Linked DNA regions of Sus scrofa: region 2 is linked to region 1. The links are chromatin contacts, called in public HiChIP or PLAC-seq maps. All regions are on one chromosome and are shown on one strand. Each heading gives the region's core, a stretch centred on a gene start, on an enhancer-like site or on the middle of the called end of the contact. The rest is flanking DNA. Distances are from core to core; before and after follow the strand shown. Region 1 holds the start of RPL18A (60S ribosomal protein L18a). Region 2 holds the start of B3GNT3 (N-acetyllactosaminide beta-1,3-N-acetylglucosaminyltransferase 3).

Evidence for each region. HiChIP or PLAC-seq counts read pairs in DNA pulled down with a chosen protein or histone mark.
Region 2: a contact with region 1 is called in an H3K27ac HiChIP or PLAC-seq map of alveolar macrophages. The contact joins the promoter of B3GNT3 here to the promoter of RPL18A in region 1. A contact is called at or near these places in 1 of 5 promoter capture datasets (fetal liver), 21 of 47 Hi-C or Micro-C datasets (alveolar macrophages, blood, embryonic fibroblasts and 10 more) and 2 of 2 datasets of contacts at active chromatin or transcription factors (alveolar macrophages and skeletal muscle).

The regions. Positions count from the first base shown.
Region 1 is chr2:59,904,924-59,908,605 of Sscrofa11.1, reverse strand. RPL18A (60S ribosomal protein L18a) reads left to right here and starts at 2,364. Exons shown (of 5, transcript XM_021083534.1): 1 at 2,364-2,555. It overlaps JAK3 (tyrosine-protein kinase JAK3), which reads right to left and starts at 2,705. Exons shown (of 24, transcript XM_005654907.3): 1 at 2,550-2,705.
Region 2 is chr2:59,951,146-59,954,563 of Sscrofa11.1, reverse strand. It overlaps B3GNT3 (N-acetyllactosaminide beta-1,3-N-acetylglucosaminyltransferase 3), which reads left to right and starts at 1,703. Exons shown (of 5, transcript XM_013987485.2): 1 at 1,703-1,896.

The DNA.
Region 1 (3,682 bases), core at 1,115-3,614:
TTCTGCGCAGCCAAGGAAACCTTAAACAAAATGAAAATACAACCCACAGAATGGGACAGAATCTTTGCAAATGAATCGACTGACAAGGGATTAATCTCCAAAATTTATAAATACCTCCTACAGCTCCATACCAAAAAAACAAACAGCCCCATCAAAAAATGGGCAGAAGATCTAAACAGACAGTTCTCCAAAGAAGACATACAGATCACCAAAAAACACATGAAAAGATGTTCAACATCACTCATTATTAGAGAAATGCAAATCAAAACCACCACCATGAGGTACCACCTTACACCAGCCAGAATGGCCATCATCAAAAAGTCTATAAACAATAAGGGCTGGAGAGGGTGTGGAGAAAAGGGAACACTCATACGCTGTTGGTGAGATTGTAAATTGGTGCAACCACTGTGGAAAACAGTATGGAGATTCCTCAGAAAACTAAACATAGAATTACCATGTGATCCAGCAATCCCACTTCTGAGCATCTATCCAAAGAAAACCATGACTCGAAAAGACACATGTACTCCAGTGTTAACTGCAGCACTGCATACAATAGCCAAGACATGGAAACCACCTAAATGTCCATCGACATCAACAGAGGAGTGGATCAAGAAGATGTGGTACATATACACAATGGAATATTACTCAGCCATTAAAAGGAAAGAAATAACGGCATTTGCAGCAACATGGATGGAACTAGAAGTTATGCTAAGAGAAGTCAGTCAGACAATGAGACACCAACATCAAATGCTATCACTTACATGTGGAATCTAAAAAAAGTTCACAATGAACTTCTTTGCAGAACAGACACTGACTCACAGACTTTGAAAACTTATGGTTTCCAAATGAGACAGGTTGGGGGGTGGGGGGATGCACTGAGGGTTTGGGATGGAAATGCTATAAAATTTGGTTGTGATGATGTTGTACAACTATAAATGTAATAAATTCATTGAGTGATTTAAAAAAAAAAAAAAGGAACTCTTTGCAAACAACAAGTTTTAAAAAAAAGGAGACATCATGGATCAGTGGAAACAAATCTGACTAGCATCCATGAGGACGCTGGTTTGTTCCCTGGCCTCGAGCATGGGTTAAGGATTCAGCATTGCCATGAGCAGTGGTATAAGTCACAGACACAGCTCTGATCTGACATTGCTGTGGCTGTGGTGTAGGCCAGCAGCTACAGCTCCGATTGGACCCCTAGCCTGGGAATCTCCATATGCTACAGGTGTGGCTCTAAAAAAAAAAGAAGAAGAAGAAGAAGAAGAGAATGTTGGGTAAAAACTATGTTCCAGGTGTTCCCATAGTGGCGCAGTGGAAACAAATCTGACTAGGAACCATGAAGTTGTGGGTTTGATCCCTGGCGTTGCTCAGTGGGGTAAGGATCCGGTATTGCCGTGAGCTGTGGTGTAGGTCACAGATGTGGCTCAGATCTGGCATTGCTGTGGCTGTAGCTCCAATGAGACCCCTAGCCTGGGAACCTCCATATGCTGGGAGTGTGGCCCTTTTAAAAAGACCAAAAAACCAACAACAACTATGTTCCAAATTAATGGCGGGAGGATAGATAGTATGAATGAGATTTTAACACACCCAGATTATAAACCGGAGACAGGGGATAGATGAAAACCCCAGACTCTGGGTTCAAATTCCAGCCCCACCGTATCCCAGCTTTGTGACCCCAGCAATGCTCCCACTTTCTCAGCTGTGGAATGTGCTGGCTCCCAGCTGATTGGGTGAGGGGGTTTGCAGAGCCCAGCCAAGGCTGTCAACACATTTAATCCACACTAAGTGGCACAAATCCTTGGTAACATGTCCTGCAAGCACTTGACAAATGCCAGCTCAACCAGATAGGAGGGTCCCTTAGCACAGTGATTTGGCGCTCATCGTCAGGGAAGGAGGGCATGGCGAAGAGAGAACTTTCCACCAGCGACACTCCAGTGTCACCAGCTCCCAGACCAGCAATTGGAACACGCCCAGGCCCAGGAGCTCTGGGGCCCCTGTCACTCCCCACAGAAGTAACCACAGTCTTATTTCTAACAGTCGCCCTGCTCTTGCCTGACTTTGCAACCTTATCTAAATGGAATTACACACCACATATTTTGTTTAAAACAAATCTTAAAGAAACAAGATTGCTTAAATAGCGAAAGTTAAAAAAAAAAAGAGGAAGAAAGTCAGAGGTGGTGTTTGGGGCCCAGAAAAATGCCCCTGTTTTAACACCAAAAGTCCCACATGCTGGGACATCTGGTTAGTCACCCAGTGCTCCGGCTTGGGGCCTGGCAACTTGGGGGCTGGGAACAGCTTCCCCAGTACTGAGCGCATGCGCAAAGATTCTTTCAGGTCTGGGGAGCTGGGACTTCACTGAGGACAAATTAAGGCACAGAGAGGGGAGCACTTTGCCGGAGCCAGCAGTCCCAGCGCACATCTGGCAGCTTTCCTCAGAGGCCTGGAAGGCAAACTTGGCATTGTCTGTAGCCACCACACGGATTCCCTGGACCCCCACCCGCCACCCCCAGCCAGAGCCCTGTGGCGGCACCGTTTCTAACCTGTCTTACCTGGAGGTGGGTGACCCTGGGGCAGCCACAGGCGGGCAGAGCCGCCACCGTGGGGCAGCAACAAGAGGAGGAAAGTCCCACTCGCTCCTTCCTGTGTGGGCCCCTCGGCTTCCTGAGCCGCTGTCACTTACCGAAAGTCATGGCCATGTGGGGGACGGTGGCAGGGAGGGGCAGAAAGTTCCGGAAGCCTCTGTAGACGCAGTCCTGCTCAGACAGGCTGCTGGAGCCCCCAGACCTAAGGGAAAGGGTGATGGCACAGAGAAGAGCCCAGGTCTTACCAGGGGTGGGGGCACATCCTGACTTCTAGGGCCTCAGTTTACCCATCTGTGGCATATGTGGGTTGGTCACCCAGAGGAACTAATTTTGCACCCAGGGAAAGGAATGAAGCTGGATCTGCGCAGGACCTACACCACAGCTGTGCCAACACCAGATCCTTTTAACCCACTGCTCCAGGCTGGGGATTGAACCCTTGCGGCCACAAAGGCAACACTGGCTCCTTAACCTGCTGCACCACAGTGAGAATTCCTGATGGATGCTTTTTTACACCCCTTAGGCTCTCATGAGTGGAAGAGGCAGGGGACTGGGACAGTGTCCAGGTCAGACCCAGGCCAGTATTCTTTGCAGGATACACACCCCAGAAAGTAGAGCTTTGGAGATAGATTTTAGAGAACACTTTCCTCTGTATAATCCTGTCACAAGCCCTGGCACGAAAATAGCTTTGGTACAGATTTCATTGATTTCAGTTGCTCACAGACACTTATTAGCCATTTCCTGTGTGCAGGGCATTGGGGACACAGCAGGGGACAGAGTAGATCTGGTCTCTTCCTGGTGGAGCCAACAGTCTAGTAGGGGAGATGACAAGCGATTATCCAATAAGTGTTTCAGTGGCCCTCGGTGCCAGGCTGCTAGGAGAGATTTGGTCTGGGAGGGCTTCCCGGAGAAAGTGACTTTGATACTGAAATCCAAAGACAAGTAGGATTAGCCAGAGAGTGAGCTGGATGTGTGGAGAGTTCTGGCAGAGCAACAGCCCAGGCAAAGCTGGACAAGATCACAGTGTTCCTGAGAAGGGGAGGGTGGCAGGGACACGCTGTGCTGAGACTTGTTTGGAGGCATCAGTGGGGCCTTGAGGGTAG
Region 2 (3,418 bases), core at 454-2,953, 47 kb before region 1:
GTTGGTGCTTCATTCCTTGTTATGGCTGAGTAATATTCCACTGTAGGGATGGACCACATTTTATTCATCCACCCAGCCATTGATGGACACTTGGGTTGTTTCCACTTTTTTTTTTTTTTTTTTTTTTTGTCTTTTGTTGTTGTTGTTGCTATTTCTTGGGCCGCTCCCGCGGCATATGGAGGTTCCCAGGCTAGGGGTCCAATCGGAGCTGTAACCCCCGGCCTACGCCAGAGCCACAGCAACGCGGGATCCGAGCCGCGTCTGCAACCTACACCACAGCTCATGGCAACGCCGGATCCTTAACCCACTGAGCAAGGCCAGGGACCGAACCCGCAACCTCATGGTTCCTAGTCGGATTTGTTAACCACTGAGCCACGACAGGAACTCCTGTTTCCACTTTTTGATGACTGTGAATGATGCCACTATAAACATAGTGTACAAGGATTTGTTTGAACACCTGTTTGGGGTTCCATTGGTTGGATACTTAGAAGTGGAATTCCTGGGTCATATAATTCTAGTCTGTATTTGAACCCAGGCCTCCCAGCACCAGAATCTGCCTTGAATCTTTTTTTGAAGGAACCCCGGGGGCTAGGTTTGGGGCGGGGGCAGTATATAGGACTCCTATATGGAAGGAGTCAGACCTCAGTTTCCAGTTGCAAGGAGGTCTGGGTATTCCAGCTGCTTCCTCCACTGATGGTCTGCTCCCAGCGGGGCCTCCCCCACTTCCCCCGCACTGGTATTAGGCCTTTCTCTTGTTCCCCTATGGACTGGCCAGAGGACCGAGGTAGGAAGGGGCCCTTCCTGAAATGCAGGAAGAAGGGTAGGGCCACACCCACCAAATCCGGTGTTCGGTACAGGCTCTTACATGGGGCTCCTGAACCCAGGAAACCCGAGGGGCGTCGGGGAGGACCCACAGGATGGGAGGGGAACTTCAGCCCAGCAGGCAACGGGCTCCAAAGTTCAAGCATTTGTCCCCACAAGAAAGTGAGCACGCCAGCGCCTCTGCCCCGATTTGATGCAGACATGTAATGTCGCTGCCTCATGAAAGGCAGTGCAGATTATGCGGTCGCTCTGCACTGCCCTTGCTCCCCAGGTCTGTCCCAGCTAGAGGACCAGGGTCTTAATTCCTTCACTTCACAGACGAGGAAACTGAGGCACAGCCAAGAGCTGCCCCTTTTCCTCCTCCGGACGACGGAGGAGGATACAGGCGACGGTTCAATTCATCTGTGGACCTGGATCTTACCTCACCCCAGAACTCCCAACTCTAACCGTGCCAAGGCTAGAAACTTCTGGAGACAGATGCGGCACCGGCAGAGTTCCATCTTCAGCAACCCCAAACCCAAGAATCTTCCAATCTGACTTGCACCTTTCCGAATGCCAGCCCATGGCACCCCGATATCTGGGGGCTCAGGACAGGTTTTCAGGTTCTGGAATATTCTAACCCACTCAAGAGTCACTGGCTTCAGCCCCCCTTTCAATCATTTCTTCATGGAAGACACACGTTGGACCAACCCTGCGTGGGGCTCTGTGCCAGGGATAGGAAGGCGCTGCTTGCACATCTCCACCCGCGGGGGGCTCACTCCCTAGCTGTGGGCGGGACCCAAGTGGGGTCCTGAACCCGGACAGGAGCCGGGGAGGGTAGAAGCGGCCAGAGTGGCGCGGTTTGGCCGGTAGAGGGGAAGGGGCGGGGTCGGGCAGGGAAGGAGGGAGGGGCCAGAGGGACAACTTCGACTGGTGAAACTCGGCTCAGCGGGGAGTGGGGGGCTCCGCGGGAGGCAGGAAGGAAGGAGCGAAGCCGGGAAGGGCGGGTGCTCGCGCTCAGGTGGAACTTTTCCTCCTGCTTGCAAGCCGAGTGGAGCTGGGATACGGAGTCGGAGGTTGGACGGTTGTCTGGAGGTGAGTATTGGGGGCCCCGGAGGACCTGCGGAACCCTGTTGCCGGGCGGAGTCGGGGCTCTTGGGAAGTCTCGGCCAGTCCCCGGGGTCGGGTATCTGCTGCAACGTGTACCCTGAAGAGGCAGGGAGATTCTGGAGTCCGAGTCTCAGTAACCCCGTTGCCCTCAGCCATGGTAGTAGTCACCAGCGTCCCAAGGTCGACTCAGTTCTGACCGGGAAGGGAAGCCTCTTTCATGCCTGGCGAGTGGGGAGACACCGAGGCCATGTGGGGCTGTGGCATCCCTGATCCCGGGCTCTGTCCCGTCGCAGCTGTGGACACGATGAAGCAAGCCTGGACCCTGGTCTCCCGCCCTCCTCCTGGGATAGGATGGGATCCCAATCGAGGAGTGGAGGGCGCTTTGTACATGCTGCCCTTTATTATTACTGCTGTTGTCGCTATTGTTGAGATTGTTAACCTGCTGATTAGGAGGGTCTGGGCAGGACTGGCACCCAGGTTCCCAGGTTCGGTTTATTTTATTTTATTTTAGGTGTTTTTAGGAATGCACCCACAGCATATGGAGGCTCCCAGGCTAGGGGTCAAATCGGAGCTGTACATCACAGCTCACGGCAACTCGGGATCCTTAACCCATTGAGCAAGACCAGGGATTGAACCTGCATCCTCATGGTTATTAGTCAGATTCGTTTCTGCTGAGCCATGACAGGAACTTCCCCAGGTTGGGTTTATTATTGTTTCTTTTTTCTTTTTTTCTTTTTTTAGGGCCACACCTGAAGCATATGGAGGTTCCTAGACTAGGGGTCAAATCTGAACTACAGCTGACAGCCTGCATCACAGCCACAGCAACGTGGGATCCGAGCCCAGTCTGTGACCTACACCACAGCTCACGGCAACTCGGGATCCTTAACCCATTGAGCAAGGCTAGGGATCAAACCCCCATCCTCATGGGTACTAGTCAGATTCATTTCTGCTGTGCCACAAGGGGAACTCCTATTGTTTCTTGAGGGAACCACCACTGACCCCCCAGCCCTGCCAGGCGCTAGACCAAATTCCAACCTGGGTACCCCAGCTCACCAGTACCTCTGGAATTCAAGTCCTTGTTCAGCCAATGCCTGGCTGTGTGCTTGCTTTTGGTTGCTCCTGGTTTCTGAATGCACCTCTCTTTCTCCTCTGGGAGTTGGCATGACCTTCTGGCTTCCAGGAGGATGTCCGAGGTGTTAGCCAGCAGAAGCTTTTTTGATGGGGGGGCGCTTCTGGCTCATGGAGCAAGTAACTGTAGGTTTCTGAGCCTTGATTTCACAATGTGTCAAGTGGGGCTCATGGTACAGAAATGCAGTGAAAGTGAAAATAGTAAGTGCTATGGCCACTCAGTAGGACCTATGGTACATCAGCCATCACTGTAAATATATTAATAATGATGATAATATTTTATTAATGTTAATTATTATTATTAATAATAATACCTTCTTTCCCTCTGAATCAGATTTTTTTTTTATGGCAACTTTTCAGATGGGGAAACTGAAGACCT